Linked DNA regions of Sus scrofa: regions 1, 2 and 3 are each linked to region 4. Evidence: chromatin contacts called from public HiChIP or PLAC-seq and promoter capture Hi-C data. All regions are on one chromosome and are shown on one strand. The core of a region is the stretch at or near the end of the contact, and the rest is flanking DNA. Distances in the headings are between cores, read along the strand shown. Region 1 holds the start of DTL (denticleless protein homolog). Region 2 holds the start of NEK2 (serine/threonine-protein kinase Nek2). Region 3 overlaps DTL (denticleless protein homolog). Region 4 holds the start of TATDN3 (putative deoxyribonuclease TATDN3).

The links. Promoter capture Hi-C pulls out the DNA fragments that hold promoters and counts their contacts. HiChIP or PLAC-seq counts read pairs in DNA pulled down with a chosen protein or histone mark.
Region 1: a contact with region 4 is called in a promoter capture Hi-C map of fetal liver, with 4 times the contacts expected there. The contact joins the promoter of DTL here to the promoter of TATDN3 in region 4. A contact is called at or near these places in 2 of 5 promoter capture datasets (fetal liver and liver), 1 of 47 Hi-C or Micro-C datasets (skeletal muscle) and 2 of 2 datasets of contacts at active chromatin or transcription factors (alveolar macrophages and skeletal muscle).
Region 2: a contact with region 4 is called in an H3K27ac HiChIP or PLAC-seq map of skeletal muscle, with 5 times the contacts expected there. The contact joins the promoter of NEK2 here to the promoter of TATDN3 in region 4. A contact is called at or near these places in 1 of 47 Hi-C or Micro-C datasets (embryonic fibroblasts) and 1 of 2 datasets of contacts at active chromatin or transcription factors (skeletal muscle).
Region 3: a contact with region 4 is called in an H3K27ac HiChIP or PLAC-seq map of skeletal muscle, with 10 times the contacts expected there. The contact joins the enhancer-like site here to the promoter of TATDN3 in region 4. A contact is called at or near these places in 14 of 47 Hi-C or Micro-C datasets (embryonic fibroblasts, epiblast stem cells, fetal skeletal muscle and 10 more) and 2 of 2 datasets of contacts at active chromatin or transcription factors (alveolar macrophages and skeletal muscle).

The regions. Positions count from the first base shown.
Region 1 is chr9:131,272,616-131,277,572 of Sscrofa11.1, forward strand. It overlaps DTL (denticleless protein homolog), which reads right to left and starts at 2,811. Exons shown (of 16, transcript XM_013979970.2): 1 at 2,627-2,811. The coding sequence starts at 2,678. It overlaps INTS7 (integrator complex subunit 7), which reads left to right and starts at 3,014. Exons shown (of 21, transcript XR_002336047.1): 1 at 3,014-3,226.
Region 2 is chr9:131,543,549-131,548,918 of Sscrofa11.1, forward strand. NEK2 (serine/threonine-protein kinase Nek2) reads left to right here and starts at 3,496. Exons shown (of 8, transcript XM_003130413.3): 1 at 3,496-3,743; 2 at 4,688-4,905. The coding sequence starts at 3,648. LOC102166108 (a long non-coding RNA gene) reads right to left here and starts at 3,361. Exons shown (of 2, transcript XR_305732.3): 1 at 3,277-3,361.
Region 3 is chr9:131,243,717-131,248,869 of Sscrofa11.1, forward strand. All of the region lies in intron 11 of DTL (denticleless protein homolog), which reads right to left. Among named protein-coding and RNA genes, the nearest start is that of DTL, 29 kb to the right of the region's middle. Within about 2 kb of position 2,180, at least 7 of the 83 cell types and tissues checked have an H3K27ac peak or open chromatin away from gene starts, as enhancers often do. A contact at or near this core is called in retroperitoneal adipose tissue and skeletal muscle, where this site is marked.
Region 4 is chr9:130,619,101-130,624,321 of Sscrofa11.1, forward strand. TATDN3 (putative deoxyribonuclease TATDN3) reads right to left here and starts at 3,284. Exons shown (of 13, transcript XR_002336028.1): 1 at 3,144-3,284; 2 at 1,212-1,244; 3 at 233-306; 4 at 1-15. NSL1 (kinetochore-associated protein NSL1 homolog) reads left to right here. Exons shown (of 8, transcript XM_021063971.1): 2 at 2,642-2,663; 3 at 3,026-3,489.

The DNA of each region.
Region 1 (4,957 bases), core at 1,561-4,060, 650 kb after region 4:
CGGAGCTTTTTTTTTTTTTAAAAAAGGTCAACATTCAAAATATGGCCGGAAATTGTATCCTTTGCATCTGTTTAAATTTATGATAAAAACTTTTAGATACCAATTTAAAAGTACACAGAAGAGTTACCAGTTTCTAAAAGGAAGATCATTGGCAGCAATGTGGAAAGTAAACTGGAAAGAGAAACTTAAGAGGCCATTTGGGAGACTTCTTATAGCTCAGACAAGACGGTATAAGGATGCATCCTAAGGAAATACCGTAGGACAGATCCAAGATATGATGAAGAGGTAAAATCAGTGGGGATGCAGAGGATGAAAGATTCAACAGATTTTAAAGGGAAATTCTCTGAATGTGAGTAATTTCTTGAGGAAAATAGAGGAATTTTGATTGACTCTCAGGTCAGATTAAAATAATAAGACCATTCCTAAAAGTAGGTAATATAACAGGTTTGGGGAAAAAGTGACCCCCCAGTTTTTGAATATTTGAGTTTGAGATGTTTATGAGACTGACCAACAGGATGAAGTTACTCCTACTACTCTTACAGGAATGGATGTAAAGTATAGGGAATGGGAGGCTGTAGATAGCAGTGCAAGAAACCTCAATTACAGCTATGATCACTCATAAGAGTATAGGTAGAAAGCAAAGGGGCCTAGGATGGAACAACCTCCTGGAAGAGTACAGAAGAATCTCCTATTAAGCCCAGTGCATGATATATCACAATGAGTGAATCTCAGTGCCTAACACAATGCAATGAATGAGTGTTTTGAGGCTCAGGATGGGCTCACCCAAAACATGTCACCATGGCATATTGATTATTTTGAAATGAAGTTGCTTGAGAAGCGGCTGATGCGAAACCCTGACCCTTCTGTCTCCCTGAAAAGGAAGAAACAAATCGCTCATACGAAAGGTGTACTCCTTGCAACTGGAGGTAGAAGGACATCCTTATGTCAGAGACAGGGGATTCAGAGCTGAGAAGCCTGTATAAACAAACTTCGTTACTTCTTTTAATTTACTACCTCAAGCCCAAACTCTGAATCTTCACTTATTAAGCACCAAAAACCTAAGTTTCTTTGTCCTGTCAATTCCTTACACATTTACTGGGTTTTTTTTTTTTTTTTTTTTTTTTTTTTTTCTGGTCTGAAAAGTATAAATGCTGCCTGCTTTGGCCACTTCTCAGGTCCCATTTTTATGAAACCTCCATGCATATGCATTAAAATTTGCTTCTTTTTCCATGGTTAATCTGCTTTGTGTCAATTTTATTATTCGTTCAGCTACAAGAACTCAAGAGAGGTTGAGGGGAAAATTTCCCACTCCCCAGTAAATATCTGTGAATCAGAGAGAAAGGGGAAAAGTAGACAGAATGTAGAATCAGGAGAAAATATGTTACAAAATAAAGGCTAAATATAAATAGCTTGCTCCAAGTCAAGCAGATAAGTAAGGACTGGAGGTGGAACTAAATCTCAAAGTTTAAAGACAGAGCTCTAACTACCGTGCTGTAGTGACACTCACGACACAGTATAGAAAAGTTACTTAAGCAAGGCTGCAGGAGAGAAAGGCATTTAGAGTATAATTAAAAAGTCTAAAAGGCAGGAAGTTGAGGAGCTACTCCCCAGCCTCCTTCTCAATATCCTTTTCCTAGACCTATGCCTTAAATATAAAAAGTTCCCTTCTCAGATTGTTTTCTTCTTGTTTTCCACATGATTTCAAGGGGGAAGGAAGACCTAGTTTATCTTTAAATGAATGAGATTTCATTTGTATCCATGCTTAGTCTGTCTGGGTAGTAACTCCCTTATCAGAAACTAAGAAGAAAGTTTCAGGTTGATGATACCAAACTTAAACTCAAAATTCTCATTGCCAATGTTTTAACCTAAGGGACTTAAAGAACTGGAGAGAACAAGATAGATATCTAGATACTAATACGGCAACAGTTCCAAGTTACACCGTTAAAGTGAAAAACGAGACAAAACATTTTTACCCCATTTCTGTAAATAACAATTATTACCTCTGACATTGAAAAACATCTGGATTAAGATATTTCAATCTATTCATAGCCGTCATTTCTGGGACATACGCTCATAAGCATTTTTCGCTCTGCAATTACGGATTTTTGTGCCCATGTGTTAATCGGGAGGAAAAAAATTTGACCATGCTAAAAGCAGATGTGCTATCTTCTCTGCTTGACGGAGTTCCCTAACAGCGGGTCATTTTCACTGGTGTACACAGCAAATAGTCGGGCTCACTAAGGTTCTACCACAAATGAATGAATTCACCAATGAATATGAGTCCGGACGGCCTCGCGTAGCTGCTGCGAGAACCACACCTACTCAGATGCACGCATTTTCCACTTAATGAGCAAAATGGACACAGGCCGTAATGGAGGCCAGTGAACTCAACGTCCCTCCCTCCGTCAGGCCACAGTCCTGACCGAAAAAGTCCCGATTACGACGGAACGTGTCTCGAGGGCCCGCAAGTGCAGCTTTCCTCGGTACTCCTCGCCTCCGCGAACTCGCTCGGCTGCGGGAGAACCCGGCGGCTGGGAAACGGCATCGGCGTGGGCACTGGTCTGAGGTGCTGTTACGGGGGAGGTGGATCCGCCGGCCAAAGGCAGCGGTTAGGGCCGTTACTCACCACTCCTTGGGACGCCAAATTGGGGCTGGCGGAGCACCGAACTGAAGAGCATCTGGGCCGGAGGGAAAGGCTCAAGTGAAGGAAAAGCCGCGGAAAAGCCCCCCGATGCAGCAGAAACCGTCTCTTGCGCCCTTCAGAACACGACGAGTTATTGCCTCCAACTCCCGCCACTGTAAGCCCCGGCCACCAAACTCCCCGCCAAACTGACGTCACGCCCTCTGATTGGCTCCCGCCGCGGCGTCCGGGCGCGTCCGAGTCACTTCCCCCTTCGAATCTCCGCCTCCTTTTCTCCCAGCCGCGGGAACCTAGAGTTCCAGAGCTCCCTGAGCGCCTGCGCGGGGGGCCGCAGAGGCGCCGGCGAACGGCGGGGAGGCCTGGGCGCATGCGTAACTCGGCTCGGCAGAGCGCGGAGGAAAAATCCGCGAGAAGGTGGTGGAAGAAGATGGCGGGGCTGAGGCAGAGTTTGCAATCTTTCTGAATAGGCTAGTCGAGTAACTATTCGGATCATGGCGTCAAACTCAACGAAGTCTTTTCTGGCAGATGCTGGCTATGGCGAACAGGAGCTGGATGCTAACTCTGCCCTTATGGAATTAGACAAAGGTATGCGAAAGAGCGGGCGAAGCGGGTGGAACGGGTGTGGGGGGAACTGGCGCCACCAGGCGGTGGTAGCCTAGGAAGAGGCTGGGAAGGCGCATGCGCACATCTTCCCTGGGCGGGGCAGGCGCGGGTGCTTGTGCTTTTGGTAAGGCATTTGCAGCTTGGGGAGGTTGTTCCTGAAAATTGCAGCGTTGCCGGATGGGCCTCACACACGCTGAAAAAGTAGAAAACTCCAGTGATGGGCCCGTCTTGACCGCTTGAGGGCACAGTCCCCCGATTTTCCGAGCAGTTTCTAAAAATGCTACATTGAAATTGAGAAATTAGTTTTCATTATAGTCGATTGAGACCAGGTCTTCACCAAAAGAGTGCTGAATAATAACCTTGGACCGATTTTATTGCGATTCACTTGATTTCTGTAACTGTTACCTGCCAGTTACTACGCAGGTTAAATAGGGACAAGTCCATCCGAAAAGCACAGCCCTTGCTCATTCTGTGCAGACAGATTCCACGAGTTCTATTTCCTTACGGGCGTGGGAGGGATGGTGGGTGGTGGAGTCGGCTGGGCAAGGGTGAAGTGGGGGTTGGGAGCTTGGTGTAGTAGAAGGAGCTTTAGGTAGACGGAGTTGAATTTTAATTCCGCTGATTTTATGATGACGGACAGGTGACCTAACTTCACCTAACCTTGGTTTTTTTCTCTGCAAAGTGGGTAAAGTACCATTGAGCTGGCAAGATTGTTGTCAATATTAAGTGATTTAATGATGTGCAAGAGAAGTCTTTATTAAATGCAGAAAAAAAATTGCCTTACCCATACATATGGGAGGCAGGGGGAGATCTTTGTCAGTAAAAAACTCAAGTATTAAAATGAAACTTTTGTTCAGTGTACTTAAATGCTTTTTATTGAATGGGGGAAACATCTGGCATACATTAATTTTTGTGTGTAAAAAACAAGAATTGGACTAGCAGAACGCTCTTCCTTTAAGTCCAATCGGAGTCACTTCCCAGCTCTCTGACTTGGTCACTACATTGACTTTAGGGGGGGTACTCTTTTTGTTTATTTGTTTTGTTTGGTTTTGACCTGTAAACATTTAAAGTGGGTTGGTCTGAATAAGTGTTTTAAACTTTAAAAAAAGCTTTTAACTCCTTTTGATCAACATAAAACAGTTACAGCGCTCCATTGAGATTTTCATTTGGTTGAGTCACAGTATCTTCAGTACCTCTCCACCAGCCAAGAAAATGTTGAGCTTTGCTTTCACTTACCTGTATGATAGGGCTTTTTACCTCTGAATTACAAAACCATAGCATTACATAATCTTTCCCTCCCCATTCTGACAATTCCTTCCTTAGTCCCCAGTGAGAGTTGCCAGTCTGGATATCTAATGATCCTACTGATTTTAAAGACATTGCCTACCACTCTAGTCCAGGTGGGCTCATCCCGTAACGAGAGTAGAACAGTGGTGTAGAGCAGAATCGAGATGGGGCGCTGAAGAAGGGAGAAATCTGGAATCGTTTAATTCCTAAAAACTTGCAGTTGTGGTAAAAAATAAATGAAACACAATTTTTCCTTCTTATAAGTAGAAATAGAACTATTTCCTATCTGTAAGAAATTTATAGGTAACTATTGCTTGTTTAACTCAGGTGTAAACCAGGTATTAGTGGACAAAACAGCTTTAAGAAGCTCACACTCTTAACAGAAGAAGGCAGACAGGACTAGATCAAATATGACCTTATTCGGAC
Region 2 (5,370 bases), core at 2,246-4,745, 920 kb after region 4:
GGAGTTCCCGTCGTGGTGCAGTGGTTAACGAATCCGACTAGGAACCATGAGGTTGCGGGTTCGGTCCCTGCCCTTGCTCAGTGGGTTAAGAGTCCGGCGTTGCCGTGAGCTGTGGTGTAGGTCGCAGATGCGGCTCGGATCCCTCGTTGCTGTGGCTCTGGCGTAGGCCGGTGGCTACAGCTGCGATTGGACCCCTAGCCTGGGAACCTCCATATGCCGCGGGAGCGGCCCAAGAAATAGCAAAAAGACAAAAAAATAAAAAATAAATAAAAATTAGCTTGTGTCTCTGGGAACACCTGCAGAGCGCTTGTGAGCAGAACACAGAGTGTGTTCATTTTTCTCGAATCTTATTTGAGATTCCACTAAATTTAAATTAAAACGAACAACAAAGAATATATTTAGCAAGACAATTGTGAGAACAGTGGATCAGACCTGTGTCCTGGTTTGTGCACAAGTGTGAGCCTTGGCCTCACCCTTTCGGAGCTGGTCACCTCTTAGTTCTCTCTTTCAATGTCATCTTCTCCACTCTGTTCCAGTTCTTTGTTTTCTTAACTCTTCTCACAGTCCACAGTGGTTGACTTTCTCCGTGAACTGGTCCATCCGCCTCCTCCACCTCCAGGACTGCACCCCAGTCCCAGGCCCTGGGGTGTGTTCATCACCCAGCATGCTTCCAGGTATCTTTCTTGAAGGGTGAGGTTTTGATTTAATAGGTCAGACAAGATAAATATACACAAGAAGCTAGGAATTCAGATGATTATATGGCACATTCTAAGTGAGTAAGGAACCCAGTTAGTTTCTCTTTGAGGAGGACCTCATGGTTTGAGGGAAGCCAGGGTCATTTTCAGGGACGAAACTGGCCTTGAGCTCTGTCTTAAAGAAAGGGTGGAATATGAAGGAAGGAGGGAGGAAGCAATGGGGGAAGGGGGGTTTCCTCTAAAGTGACAGACGTCCGCATGCTTCTAGGCCACCAAGATCTCCTTCCACTCAGTGTCCAATGGTCTCTGCCAGGCCATCCTGCTCTCACTCCCACCCAATGACACAGGCTAACTCTGGCTGGTTATTAGGGCTTGTCATGCCACACCTATGTCACTCTTGACATCTTTGTCTCTCTCTCTGGCTACACCCAAGGGATGCAGAAGTTCTTGGACTAGGAATCGAATGCAGTGACCAGAGCCACGGCAGTGACAACACCAGATCCTCAACCACTGAGCCACCAGGGAACTCCTTTGTCTCTTTTTAAATGAACACCCAGCATATGAATACTTATCATTATATCTGGCACACAAAAAGTGATCAATAAATATTTGTTGAATGAATATATGTGTCTAGGAGCCACTCTCCACACTCTTGGGATGGCTCTTTTCCCCGTATTTGGTCTCTGCCACAAGACTGGAGTCCTGAAACTTGATGGCTCATTCAAATTCTTACATTTTTATGAATAGGCTGCTTTCTCACATTTTCATTTTTAGCAGAGATTTGCTGCATGCTTCTTTTGCTACAGGACTTAGGCTAGCTAGAAGGAGCTTGAGGTTGACTTACTGTGAGATCCATGTAAGCAAACAGTGATAAATAACAAGGACTGATTTATGCACAATGTGGTCTATGAATAATGTAGATGGATTAATTGTTTGCTTGCTCTAGTATGCTAAGAAAGGCTTTCCAAGTACAGGAGAGAAAGTGGGCATTGGGTATTGAAAGACAATTTGTGTCCTCTAGACAAACAGGGTCAGGGATGGAGGAGTGGATACGGGAGTGCAGTGGACAGTATTCCAGACAAATGGAATAACAAGTGCGAAAGTGGTGGTGGTAGGAGGGACGTGAGAAAGAGCGTTGGGTCTGGGGAATTGGGGCAAAGCATCAGAGCATAGGAATGGCGGGAGAGAAGATGCAGGATTGGATTTGAGGCTGGCCAGTGAAAGAGCTCTATGGATGTCAATCTTTAAGAGGCACTAAAATAAAAAATATAAAGCCAATTAACTCAGCCACTTGTGGCTCCTTACATAACTTTTGAAACCTAAATTGGTCCCATTCTCTGGAAGTAAGACAATGCCCTTGAACGTTACTTTTAAAATTCTCCTGGCTGGCAATTCCGGTGACGTTATAGTCAGTGCATGTAATAAGTTACTTATTTTTAACATAAAGAGGTTTGTAATTCTCATGAAGAGAAAACCAAGTTCCTTTCAATCCCATGCTGAGCAGATATTTAAAGAAAACTGACCTACACATACATTTGAGAAATTATCAGCCATCTTGCAATACCTACATTTTTCCATCCACCTCTGAATGGAGGCCTTCAGGTCCCCTGTCCCTGGTAAAAATGAGACTGTTCCATCTGGCTGGGAGAGCGGAAAATGTTGGTTTCTGTGTGTACCGAGAAAAGGCTGCATCCAATGAACTCCTGTCAATTGAGTTCCTGTTTGGCGCCCCAGATAACCTATTGCATAGTCTTTTCTAATTAAAAAAAAATTGTTTTCTAGTTGTTTAAAGGTAGACCTGTCTCTGCCTTCGAGCCACCATATTCTCATTTGGGGTATTCTAAAACATCAGGGACTTCCGTATCCCACCTTGAGGTGTTTTTTTGTTTGTTTTTGCTTTTTAGGGCCGCACCTGCAGGCGTATGGAAGTTCCCAGGCTAGGGGTCTATTCCGAACTACAGCTGCTGGCCTACACCATAGCTCACCGCATTGCTGGATCCCTCACCCACTGAGAGAGGCCAGGGATCGAATCCGGAACCTCATGGATACTAGTTTCATTAGTTTCCGCTGCGCGACAACGGGAACTTCTACCTCGAGGGTTTTTGTACACATCCTCTGCATGTTGAACAGTCTTCTAAGTTTGGTATTCAAAAATACAGTCTCTCTATGATGACTACGGTCATGCGTAAACTTAGATAAGTACCACTGATTTTGGATTGACTCTACTCTTCTTGGCTTTTGGACCTAAAGCAAACACTATAGCCTTTGTGCTTAAGTTTCCTCATGGGAAATAACACTAATTCCCGCTTTATAAACAGGGCAATACATATAAAGACCTTGGCACTAAAGTCCCGCACTACTGTCAGGACTCATTCGCGCACTCTCTAGCGAGGGACAGTAATTTTCGCCTCTGTACTCAGCTTTAGCTTGATCCGGTCTGGCCTCAGGGTACAGGAACCTGAGAGAGGAGAGCGCCTGCAGAGAGTGGGTAGTGTGCGAAGTCAGAGTGCAAAGATCAGAAGGCAGTTGGTTGAGGAGGTGTGCAAAAAGGTCTGAGGATAGTTCTACGGGGTTCGGTTACCTTGGTGACCAGAAGCGCAGTATTGTGGAAAGCCACCTGTGTCTCCGCTGCTTTCAATCCTCCGCCTTCCCTTTGGATTTAGCTCCGCCCCTTTCTCCCCATTGGTGGGAGGCCGACGTAGACACCGACGCTGACGCGGTTGCCTAGCGATACGCTTTTCCCAAGATGCCCAGGGTGCTGTGTTCTTCTTAGCCAATCAGAGGGGCAAAGAGGCCTTACCGCGGGCCAATAGACTGCGAGGCCGAGGCCCGCGACGGTTAAACGGGGCTGGAGCCTGGGGCAGCCGGGGCCTGTGGTTTGAGGCCTCCGAGTCGGTGGCCGAAGCTCCGCAACGGCAGTGAGACCTGCAGGCGTCCTGCGCGGGCCCCGCCATGCCGACTCGGGCGGAGGACTACGAGGTGCTGTACACCATTGGCACGGGCTCCTACGGCCGCTGCCAGAAGATCCGGAGGAAGAGCGACGGCAAGGTGAGTGCGGGCCTCTTCCCTGTCTCCGCCCCTGCGGCGGGTGTTGCGCCTCTGCCGCCGAAGGGGAGCGAGGGGTCGGGGCTGTGGGTCTCGAAGGCCGTGCTCAGAAGTCAGCCAGCTCCCCCCCAGGTCTGTGTCTGTTCTGGGTCGCTCGAGGCATGGAGACTGTGTCCTTGTTTCTTTTTTCTTTTTGAAATTTGTAAATCTGCCCTTAATTCCTAAGTAAAATTAATAGAATGTGCCAAATAAAATACTGCCAAATACGTATTGTCAAGCACTGCTTTTGCTATTTACAGGAGAATGCATTTTTTATATACATGTATTTTCCGTCCTTTTTCGTCTCTCTTTCATGTTCTTCCTTTTTCATACTTTGACCTGCTAAGGGCCTTCTATTGGAGACAGGTAGCTGACTCCTGAGCTATTTTTAGAGAACAACCCTCTCAGTCATGAAAAAGGGGCAAGGCCACCAGAACCTAGAAATATTATGTCTTGTAATCAGAACTCATTTAAAATGCCCTTGGGATTGTTGGACTTCTATTTCCCAACGTGTGCAGGTAGACCTTACACAGAAACAAACAGTGAAGAGGAAACTGGCTCTGATGGAGGGATTTTTACCAAGTTCTCTTTCCCTGGAAGAGCTTGACCTGCTGGAATGGTGAAGGGCTTTGTCTGCCTCTGCCCTGGCAGAGTACAGCCTTCTACTAAGCAACTGAGGGTAGGGTGGGGGGAGACCCGATGTGCCTCATCGCCCTCTACTGCATCATTTTACTGCTTGAAAATGAGGGGAAGATTATGGAAGTAAACTCAGGGGTCCTTCTGTTGGTTCAGCTAAAGGAGTTGATAATGACTGTATGATCCGTTTACCAGAGAAGTAATTAAAAAAAAATTGGGGGGGGGTTTGGAGTTTAATGAGTTCATTTATACCTTGGAAAATTTTATTTCAGATATTAGTTTGGAAAGAACTTGACTATGGCTCCATGACAGAAGCCGAGAAACAAATGCTTGTTTCCGAAGTGAACTTGCTTCGTGAGCTGAAACATCCACACATTGTCCGATACTATGATAGGATTATTGACCGGACCAACACCACCCTGTACATTGTCATGGAGTACTGCGAGGGGGGGGACCTGGCGAGCGTGATCTCAAAGGGAACCAAGGAAAGGTAAATTAATCTTTTGTTTTTATTTTTTTACATTTGCTTTTTAGGGCCGCACTTGTGGCCCACGGACGTTTCCCGGCTAGGGGTCGAATCAGAGCAAGAGCTGCCAGCCACAGCCACGGCCACGAAGGATCTGAGCCTCATCTGCCACCTGTACCACAGCTCATGGCAACACCGGATCCTTAACCCATTGAGTGAGGCCAGGGATCGAATCGAATCCTTATGGATCATGGTTGGGTTTGTTAACTGCTGAGCCACGACGGGAACTCGCAGGTTAATTAATCTTTTAAATGAGCCTTGTTTTGTTTCTGTTGAGCCTCATGTATTAGGATCAGAGACAGAGTCCTTAGTAATGGGGAAGGGTCTTCTCATGTTTGTTTGGTGGGTACTTTAGAAAAATCCCTGGCAGGTCAATACCCGTGTTTCATACCGAAATAATTTCTTTCCTTGTGTGTAACCTTTGAAAGC
Region 3 (5,153 bases), core at 930-3,429, 620 kb after region 4:
AGTTTCACAGAAAAGGAGACTTTTCCCCGAGATCTAAGATGCTCTCACTTGCTGCCTGCTCCTACAATGCCACGGAGAACAAGGGCTCATTCTCTCACAAGGCAGCGTATTTTAGAAAAGATTCTCAAGATAGTGTCTATTTCAGCAGTCACAGACATTCTCAATGGTCCAGCCCGTGGTTTCTTTATCCAAGGCCCAAGGAGGACTGGTAGCAACAAGTTAAAAGGAAGAGGAAACCCTCAGGTCCCCCTGACCCTCCTGGGTAAGAATATATTATTTTACTCCATTGGATTATTTGCTTGTTGCCTGTAGCTTTCCATTTCATGATATCACTGCCCTTCCTCAGTTTCCTAGGCATTACAATACCTAGAAGAAGCTGAATATCTATACCAGAGATGAAAATAAATGCCAAGAATAGAACCACCGATAGAATGTATTTCTGCATTTACCTACAGGATTTAAGAGAAAAAAACAAAGGATAGACCTGTTGGAACAACTCTGTACCATTTGATAGGCCAGGCATAATAACAGTAATAAAAAAAGCCAGCGTCTACTGAATGATTATCATAAGCCAGGCACTTTACATCGTATTAAAAGTGAAGGGAGGGTTCCTCAAAAAATTAAGCATGGAAATAATTACCATGTGAGCCCACAATTCTACTCTTAGGTATATACTCCCAGGAGAATTGAAAATGTATGTTCAGGAATTCCCGTCGTGGCGCAGTAGTTAACGAATCCGACTAGGAACCATGAGGTTGCGGGTTCGGTCCCTGCCCTTGCTCAGTGGGTTAACGATCCGGCGTTGCCGTGAGCTGTGGTGTAGGTTGCAGACGCGGCTCGGATCCCGCGTTGCTGTGGCTCTGGCGTAGGCTGGGGGCTACAGCTCCGATTCAACCCTGGCCTGGGAACCTCCATATGCTGCGGGAGCGGCCCAAGAAATAGCAACAACAACAACAACAAAAAGACAAAAGACAAAAAGACAAAAAAAAAAAAAAAAAAAAAAGAAAATGTATGTTCAAACAAAAACTCGTACATGAATGTTCACAGCAGCTTTATTCATAGAGCCAAAAAGTGGGATAATTTAAATATCCATCAACTGATGAATAAATAAAACCAGGCCTACACATACAATGGAATAGTCAGCTGTAAAAAGTAATCAAGGACTGATCCATGCAACAACATGGATAAACCTTGAAAACGCTAAGTGAAAGCAAAGCCAGACATAAAAGATCGTGTATGGTATGACTCCACTTATAGGAAATGTGCAGAATAGGCAAATCCGTAGAGAAAGAACCTAAGTTCGTGGTTGCCAGAAGCTGGAGGAAGAGGGGAATGGAGAGTGAGTCTTGAAGGGTATGGGCTTGCTTTCTGGAGTGATGGAAATGTTTGGAAATGAGGTAGTGGGGATAGCTGCACAATACTGTGATAATACTAAAAAAAAAAAAATCACTGAATTGTACACTTTAAAATGACTACAATTGTCAATTTTACATTGTACAAATTCTACCTCAATTAAAAAAAAACAGTGGAGGGAAGGGCATGTTGTGGGATGAAATGAGAACAAATGTCCAACAAGTTTTATAACGTTAGTAACAAGTAGTTTCACAGTTGAGGATTACCCTAGTATGTAAAATATACTTAGTGACTACTTTAAAGAAGATTAGTTTCTTCTAATGAAACTCGGGTGACTTTTAAATCCTTTGTTTTTATTCAAGTAAGTTTTATTTTCACTTCATTATTACAAAAACATTATCATAACTATATAACATCTTTTTAAAGCCTCCCTCTACTTTTAAATAGGAAGAAGCGACTATGAAGTCCAAGAGACATTCACATCTGCACAATCTGGGAATGGTCAAAACACAGAAAATCATCCTCTCTTACAAATTCTAGTTGTTACAGAATAAGATGAACTCAAGGCAGTAAGAATTCTAAAGTTAAAACTTGTGGAACTATGAAGGTACCCTTAGAAGTAACGGACTCTAACCTACAGACCTCAAAAAACATTTTGTATACTTGAACGAGCACCTTTCCTCAACAAACCTCCTTACTCCGCCCGGTCAGAAACGGAGCCTAATCTTCATTTCTGCCATGAGATCATTTACACTTCCTAAAGCGTCAGGCTCAGCATTTCGCCAGTCAGCGGTAGAATGACAGCGCCAAATCAGTTTATTTATAACCACTTCAATACTCTCCAGTGGCTGCATCAGAAATGAACCAGGGACAGACAGAGTAGGGGTGAGGGGAGGGCAAGGGGTAGGAAATTGAAAAAGAAAAAAATATAAATCTTTTTATCTTTAAGTCTTGGGCTTCAGTGTCAGAAAGTCTGCTGTATTACATCTCCTATTTGCTGGGTGGTGGTAAGCATTAAAGGCCATTCTCTTCCGTCTTGAGATCTAAAACTCCCTCCTTCCACTGTTTTCTCGTGTCCACGGGCTTTTTTGGCAAAGGAAAACCCTAAAACCTGGGAGAATTCCTGATTCCTAAAACCTAACAGCCTGAATACTCAGCTTGTATGGATTTGTTTTTAAACTACACCCCTCCTCCACTTTCTTATCATGGAAAAGAGAAACTGAGCCACCCTGCTAGGCAAATTCAATTTTAGGAGCACTAAGTTTGCCAGGATCTCAAATATCAGAGCCTTCACACTGAGTTATGTGTGGACAGGCAGGAGAACATCATGTCTGAACCACATCATTCAGCACTAACATGTGACCCAGCCCAGAATTCAGAAAGGGTCACCCATGCGTGTGATAGCCACTGACTGGATGTCTGAAAACGGGTTACGAATGAACAGCCAGGTATCTGTAAAGACAGGAAGCATTCCATAACCCCGATTTCCTCAAACAGAAAAAAACAGAAACAAAAAAAGCCAACCAACCAAACAACCAAAAAGGCCTTTATAGTGGAGAGGAGAGCCAGGGAAGAACTTCAGGAACTGGCAGCAAAACTACACACACACACACACACACACACACACACACACACACAATATCTATAATTATATATATAATTTAATGTACACATATATTTAAGAAACTGATTTTAAATGATTTTTAAAAATGGTTAATGCCAAAATTTTTTTTTCATAATCCTTTATTATGCTTTTTTGGTATGTCTGAATTTTTTTTTTTTAAAGAAGAACCTTAAAAAGATACAGACCTTGGTAGGAATAAAATCCTCTAGCTAAGCCAGAAACCAAAGTAGAGAAAGGAATGTAAGACAGTGAGGGAAGGAGAAAGGGAAAATCAAAAGATAACAGATATGAAGCATAAGACAAGACCAAAAGACAGATACATCAGTGCTAGTCACATGAGGTTTAAAGCTCAAGTCAGAAGAATTTTATAGACAAGAAGCTAGGTTAAAAACTCCTGTAAGATGAGGGTCTCAAGAGTATATTTTATAAGCAACTTTTCATTTAAAGATAGAACAAATAGGGGAGTTCCTGTTGTAGTACCTCAACAGTTAACGAACCCGACTAGCATCCGTGAGGATGCAGGTTCGATCCCTGGCCCCACCCAGTGGGTTAAGGATCAGGCGCTGCCTTGAGCTGTGGTGTAGGTTGCAGACGAGGCTCAGATCTGGTGTCGCTGTGGCTGTGGCGATGGCCGGTGGCTATGGCTCCAATTGGATCCTTAGCCTGGGAACCTCCATGTGCCGAGGGTGAGGCCCTAAAAGACAAAAAGACCAAAAAAAGGGAAAAAAAATACAGCAAATGAAAGAAATGGGTTTGTAGAAAAAGAGGCAAGGGCAACACAAAAGCATCTTGGATGGAACAACATCTCCACCTTGTGACCAGCTAGGATATTGTTACTAAGAGCTTTTGATAAGGTAGTGTTGCGTTTTTGCAACTTTAGGTACATAGAGAAATCATTTTTTAGTACCTCTCCAGGACCAGATGAAATTAAGCTGAAGAATTATGCTTCATATCTGACAGGCTCTACCCCTGTCCTGCACTAAAGATATGACCTCCTAGAGACTGGCAAGACTAATACAATTTCCTCCTGAGAAGGGATTTGATAATACTGAAGTTTTAGACATTATGACTCTAAAATCCAAAATACGTGAACTCTAATCTTTCTATTCACCAATGTCAAGGCCACTTATGAAATATAGGGCAATCTAGAACATAATTAATTTCTAGCTCTAGAAAAGCAATGCCCTAACGCTCTTAACCTTTCTCTGAACTCAGATATATTTCCATAATCAATTATTCCACAAGAGTCATTTTTTCAGTGGTTAGCAGGTACTGCTTTCAATTTTCTCCACTTGATTTTTTTTTTTTTTTTTTCCTTTTTAGGGCCACACACACCCTAACCTATGGAGGTTCCCAGGCTGGGGGTTGAACTAGAGCTATAGGTGCTAGCCTACACCACAGCTCACAGCAACGCCAGATCCTTAACCAACTGAGGGAGGCCAGGGATCAAACCCCATCCTCATGGATCCTAGTCGGGTTTGTTAACCGCTGAGCCACAATGGGAACTCCCCTCCACTGGACTTTGAATGAACAGCTTTAAATTTCTTAGCCTAGAGTAGTCACTCTAGAACCACTGTTTATTTAAAAAGTGAAAAAAAAAATTGGTGTAACATAAATTGGGAGCCTTAAAATAAATAAATGAATAAATAATGCTATTAAATTTATACGGAACTGATAAAGCAGCCACATCTATTCTGGTACCCTGAAGAATGGCCACTGAGAGGAATGCAAAGAACACAATTATAATACAAGTATTTTTTTTATTTATTTTTTTTAAATTTTTTAATTTTTTGTCTTTTTGCCTTTTCTAGGGCCGCTCCTGAGGCATATGGAGGTTCCCAGGCTAGGGGTCTAACCAGAGCTATAGCTGCCAGCCTACACCAGAACCACAGCAATTCAGGATCCGAGCCGCGTCTTCGACCTACACCACAGCTCAGGGCAACGATGGATCCTTAACCCACTGAGCAAGGCCAGGGATTGAACCCGCAGCCTCTTGGTTCCTAGTCAGGTTCATTAACCACTGAGCCATGATGGGAACTGCAATACAAGTATTTTTAAGTGAATGTTTTATGTAAGAATCTGTGGATGATTTGGGTATAGGATTTTATGATCAAAATACTACTATTCTGAATGATTTTGAAAATACAGGGCTAAAAGGCAATACAGCATTTTTTTT
Region 4 (5,221 bases), core at 2,034-4,533:
ACAAATCCATTATACCTAAGAATGTAGAGTGAATTAACAAAGCAGGAATATTAGACTAGAAGACCATGTTACTCTGAAGAACAAGTAGGAAAGACTTTTTTAGGGTTAGTTTAATATGACTTTTTTCTTCTCATTCTCTTTAAAAAAATGGATGATCCTTGATATTATAAATATGACATCATAACTGCATCCTTATTGGCAACTCTTTACATATCTTAAAGAGAAGTAGCACCTTTCTGAAAGCTGCATAATCTTTTCAAATTCTCCTGAATGTTCAGCAACCACCACAAGAGCCATAACACTGGCCTGAAACAAAAGTGAATAGAATAGTTAAGAGTCTCGAACAATATACATCCAATATAATTAAATAAAAATTTAAAGTTTTCTGTGCTTTTAGTTATCCTTGCACACTCACATTTCAGCAATATAATCATAATGGCTATCACTGAGTAGTTACTATGTTTCAGGGACTATAAATATTACCCCATTTAAACTACATACTCCTATGACATAGGCACTGCTGTAATCCATTGTATGAGTCAAAAGACAGAGTCTGGGATGGGGTCAAATAACTTGCCCAAGATCATTAGTCTGGTATAACCCCAAACCCCATACTCCTGGTTAAGCTACTGTAGTGAAAGATGATTGTATATGAAAATGGCACCATTTCTGACAGTCACATTCAACGAAGACCACAAAATGCTAGTTATAACGAATTTCATTAACATTTCCAAAAATTAATATTTTTCCCAAACAAATCAAAATGTTTCAGAAAACTCTAATAATTTCTCTTAGGTCTCCAGAATAATGTTAATTTATGAATCGATGGATGGAACAACCTGTTGCATACTGCTGGTAAGCATGGTGGCTGTGGGAACATGCTTTGGATTCAGACTGTCTTGTCTACACCACTTTATTAGTCATGTGTCTTTGGACAAGTTAATCTGTAGGCCTTAGTTATTAAAGGATATAAAATGGGTAATGGTTAGTTATAAAATAGTAGGTTCCTCAGAAGGTAGCTGTAAAACATTAAATGAGATGATGTATAGCACAGGCTTAGCTCAGTGCTTCGCACATGGTAAATACTTAATAAATGTTGCTTATTATTAACTTATTTTTGAAGCAACATCAACACAGTATATCTAAATTTCAAGGTGTTTTAGATCAAAATTAGTAGGAAAAAAAAAAGGCAGTTATAGATATTGGCTTACTTTCTTGGCTTTCTCCAACACATCATCCAGATCCTAAAATAAGCATAAGTAATCACAGTCATTTTAGATGAATAAGTAACTCTTCTTTGGCTGTGTATATCAGTGGAGCTGAGGCACCATAAAGATTGACAATGATGGCAAGGAAGAGGGTGATGGAATATGAAGAGCCTACGCTGACCCATATTCCATTTACTCTCTCAGTAAAATCTGACTTCTGTTCCCATTCCACCAAAAGAGAAACTGTTATTGTCAAATAAAACGACTTTTCTCTGTCTTCCTACCCTATCCCTCAGCAGCATTAGAAACTCCTCACTTGTCCTTTCCTTCCTTCTTGTCCTTTCCTTCCTTCTTGAAATATTTTCCACTCTTGGCTTCTAGAATTACTCCTCTCCAGCTGGCTGCTACTCTTCAGTCTCCTTGACTGGCTCTCTCTCCTCTAAATTCAGGACTCTATGCTTCTCTCTCTGTACTCACCAGAAGTGCTCTCATTACAATGCTCATTATGCTAATGAGTCCCCAGTTTTTATCTCCAGTCTATCATTTTCTCCTGAACCCAAGATTCAGTTTAAAATGACTCTATGACATCTTCATTGGGATGGATATTAGGCTTCAGCAAGTACTAAATCTAACTATTTTCCCTCCCCCCAAAAAACTATTCTTTCTTCAAACCTCAGTTTTCCCCATCTCAGTAAACAGCCCCACCATCTCTCTTCAGTATCCTCAAGTTCTCCTTTCCCCTCCCTCTCCACATCCAATTCCTCTCAGCACGTAGGAAAGATTCTACCTTTAAAGTATACCTTGAATCCATCTCATCTGCTTTTCTCAACTTCCCCTGGAACCACCATCATCTTTTGTCTAAATACTGCAAAAGCCTCCAAACTGGTCTTCCACCTTCCACTCTTGCTCTCCTTTATCTATTTGCCACACATCAGAAAAGCAGTTTTTTTGTTTGTTTTGTTTTTGTTTTTTGGCCGCACCCCCAGCATATGGAAGTTCCCCGGCCAGGGATGGAACCCAGGCTGCCGTCGCGGATTGTGCCTCCAGCTGCGACACACGAGACCTTTCAGCAAAGTGGTTTTTCAAACGGTATCAGGTCTCGTTACTCTCTTTAAAAAACAAACCAATAAACGACTCCCTTTACTGGATCCCTATTGCGCTTCTAATGAAATTCGAACTCCTACCTCACCTATCCCCTGCAAACCTCTTCAGTCTTGTTTTATGCTCGCTTCTCTCTGTCTAGCTCATCAGGCCCCACCCAGTCTTTCAGTAGCTTGACTGCGCCAAATTCTGTCCAGTCTAGAAACCTGCAACCTGCCTGCTTTCCTCACCACCATGCACACACCGCTTAGTCTTTCCAGCCCCAACGTCACTGTCCCCTCTTGAGAAGCTTTCCCCCTAAAAGCGACTCTGATCTTTTTCTCGTTTCTCAGCCTCTTGTTTCCAAAGTGGCGGGTAAAACACTTTGAAATTACGTATGTGTGTGTGTTGGTTTTTGTTTGCTCCTTTTGCCACTAGAACTGGAGCACATAGGGTATCGCAGCGAGCATGCGTCCTGTGGAAACTGGGTTCTCGGCCAGGAGCTGAGAGGTTAAACAGCTGGGCAAAGGCTGGGTAGGTAGGAAGGACTCCAGTGGCCCGAAACAGCAAATCGGTGCCAAGAAGAGATTATGGCTTTTTAGGGTAAGAAAGAAAAATCGGTGTGACTGAGATTAAATACAGAGTTAAGGAGCAAATCGCATGGGACCATAGATAGGGGCCTGGAAAGACTGGGGGATAACCCGAAGAGAAAGAACGGGGTCCTCCCCGCTCCCAAGGGCCAAACCTCGCCCTCACATACGTGGTCAAAATCCGGGGCGGAGAGGTGACAGTGACAGTCCACCAGCCCTACGCCCACCGACCCCATCACCGCAGCCAAGGACTCCCTCGACTCGCCCGCGGGGCCTCAGCCGGAACGCTGCTGCCCGGGCGGAACGAGTTTCCGGCCGGACGCGTGCTCCTTCCTCCCTGGAAACCCGCACTTCCGCCCTCAGAGTTCCCGCCCATAGTTCAAGCTGGAAACATGGAGAGGGCTCCTTCTCCTCTGCGGGACGTGGAGAGAGTGGCCAGGACCGACGAGAGGACGTTGGTCCCTGCCGCTTCCCGAAAAGACTTCCGGGTGCGCTGCACCTCGAAGCGGGCGGTGATGGAAATGCTAGAACTGTGCGGCAGCTTCGTGCAAAAACTCGGGGACGCGCTGCCAGAGGAGATTCGCGAGCCCGTGCTGCGAGATGCGCAGTGGGTACGGGCCTCTTAGCCGTCTCTTGTCTTATCACTCCGTTTTTCCACACCCCAGGCAGAAACGGTCAGGCCGAGTTAACGGTGCCCCACCTTTGGATAGAAGCACCAGGAGAAACGCGGGGGAGCGAAACAGATGCTGAGAGGCCGCTGAGTATTGTTAGTTACTTGTTAGTTACTTGGGCTAGTGCTGTCCCGCAGAAAAATACAAGGCGAGCCACGTATGTAATTTGAAATTAAAAGAAAGAAAAAAATAGGTGAAATTAATTTTAATAATATTTATTTAACCTAATATATCCAAGATAGACTTTTAACTTGTAATAGTTAAAAAATGAACAAGATATTTTACATTCTTTTGTTCATACGAAGCTTTTCAAATCTGGGATCTTAACAGCTCATCTCCTTCCTGACTAGCCATATTTTAAGGCCTCAACAGACAGGCAGTGTTTAGTTGCTTCGCTATTGGAGTGCAGACAGAGACTGAGAAATTCTCCAGGGAAGGGTAATTCTGAAAGTCAGTCAATCACCAGCTTTTGGTCTTTCCTTTTGCTTGTTTTAGAACATCTTGAAAAGAGAGTGAAAATAATTTCCCTGTAAGTCTAAAGTAGATAAGGAAGCTGTCTTGATTATAAACTTCACCAAGATCACACACTGGCCCTTATAATACATTTCTCCTTCCTTTCTCAAATATTCTGCAAAGCCCTGAAAAAAGTGTTTTGGGGAAAGACAACAAATTGGGGGATTGCTGCTTGTTGAAAGGAAGCACACAGTCTACTTTTATGCAGGAAAAAAAAGTTAAAATGCTTATAATGTAGTACCTTTTTGTGTGTAAATGACCATAATGCAAACAAAATTAAGGTTCAGTGGAAGAAGGACGGAACACTCCCTGGATTATGATTCTCTAACCCAGTATTGTATACAGTGGCTGTTGTATCTTTCCCTCTTTGCAAGTAAGGGAAGAAAAGAGACTTATCTGAGGACGTTTTTAGTAGTTTTTTGGGAGAAGACTGTTTTGTTGTGTAATGATCTTAGAATTTACCCCTTTCTAGGAAGTGCTAAGGTACTTAGAAAATATGATTAATTACCTTTCAGAAAAAGAGGAACTTGGCTTAACCTTTTATACCTTTAATGGATGATAAAGTGAATTAGAAGATAAAAAGTGTGGAGACAAACTGCCAAGGGAGTTCACTTGCGTTTTATTTTAATCGAGAGCAGATGAAAGTGGAGGTTTTAATTATGTAGACATATTTCTCTAAAACCACATGGTATAGTAACACATTCTTAAATAATATTGATACAATTGTGCAATGAATATTACAAAGATAATTTATATCCTTGGGTAATTCTTCAAAGCCTATATATCAAGTAAAGATTTTATTTTAAAGTTTTAAAAGTGTAGAATATGTACTTATAATTAGCAGTTATTTGATTTAAGCTTATTTTTAATTATATTTAATGTACAAAATATATTGTCATTATGAAAAAATAGCATAAAGCAAAAGTCTTTGAATTTCTATCCCCTATCCCTCTTGCATCCTGGAAGTAACTTACTGTTTTGGAGGGCATAGTCCTTGTGTTTTTTGGCTTTACATCTGTCTCTCTCTCTCTTTTTTTTTAAATTTTTTGTTCGTTAGTTTTTTACATTAATGGTGTGATGTTGTATTGTTAGCAGCCTGTTTTATTTTTAAATCAAATATTTATTTGACTATTATGTGACAGTGTTATGGTAGAGATAT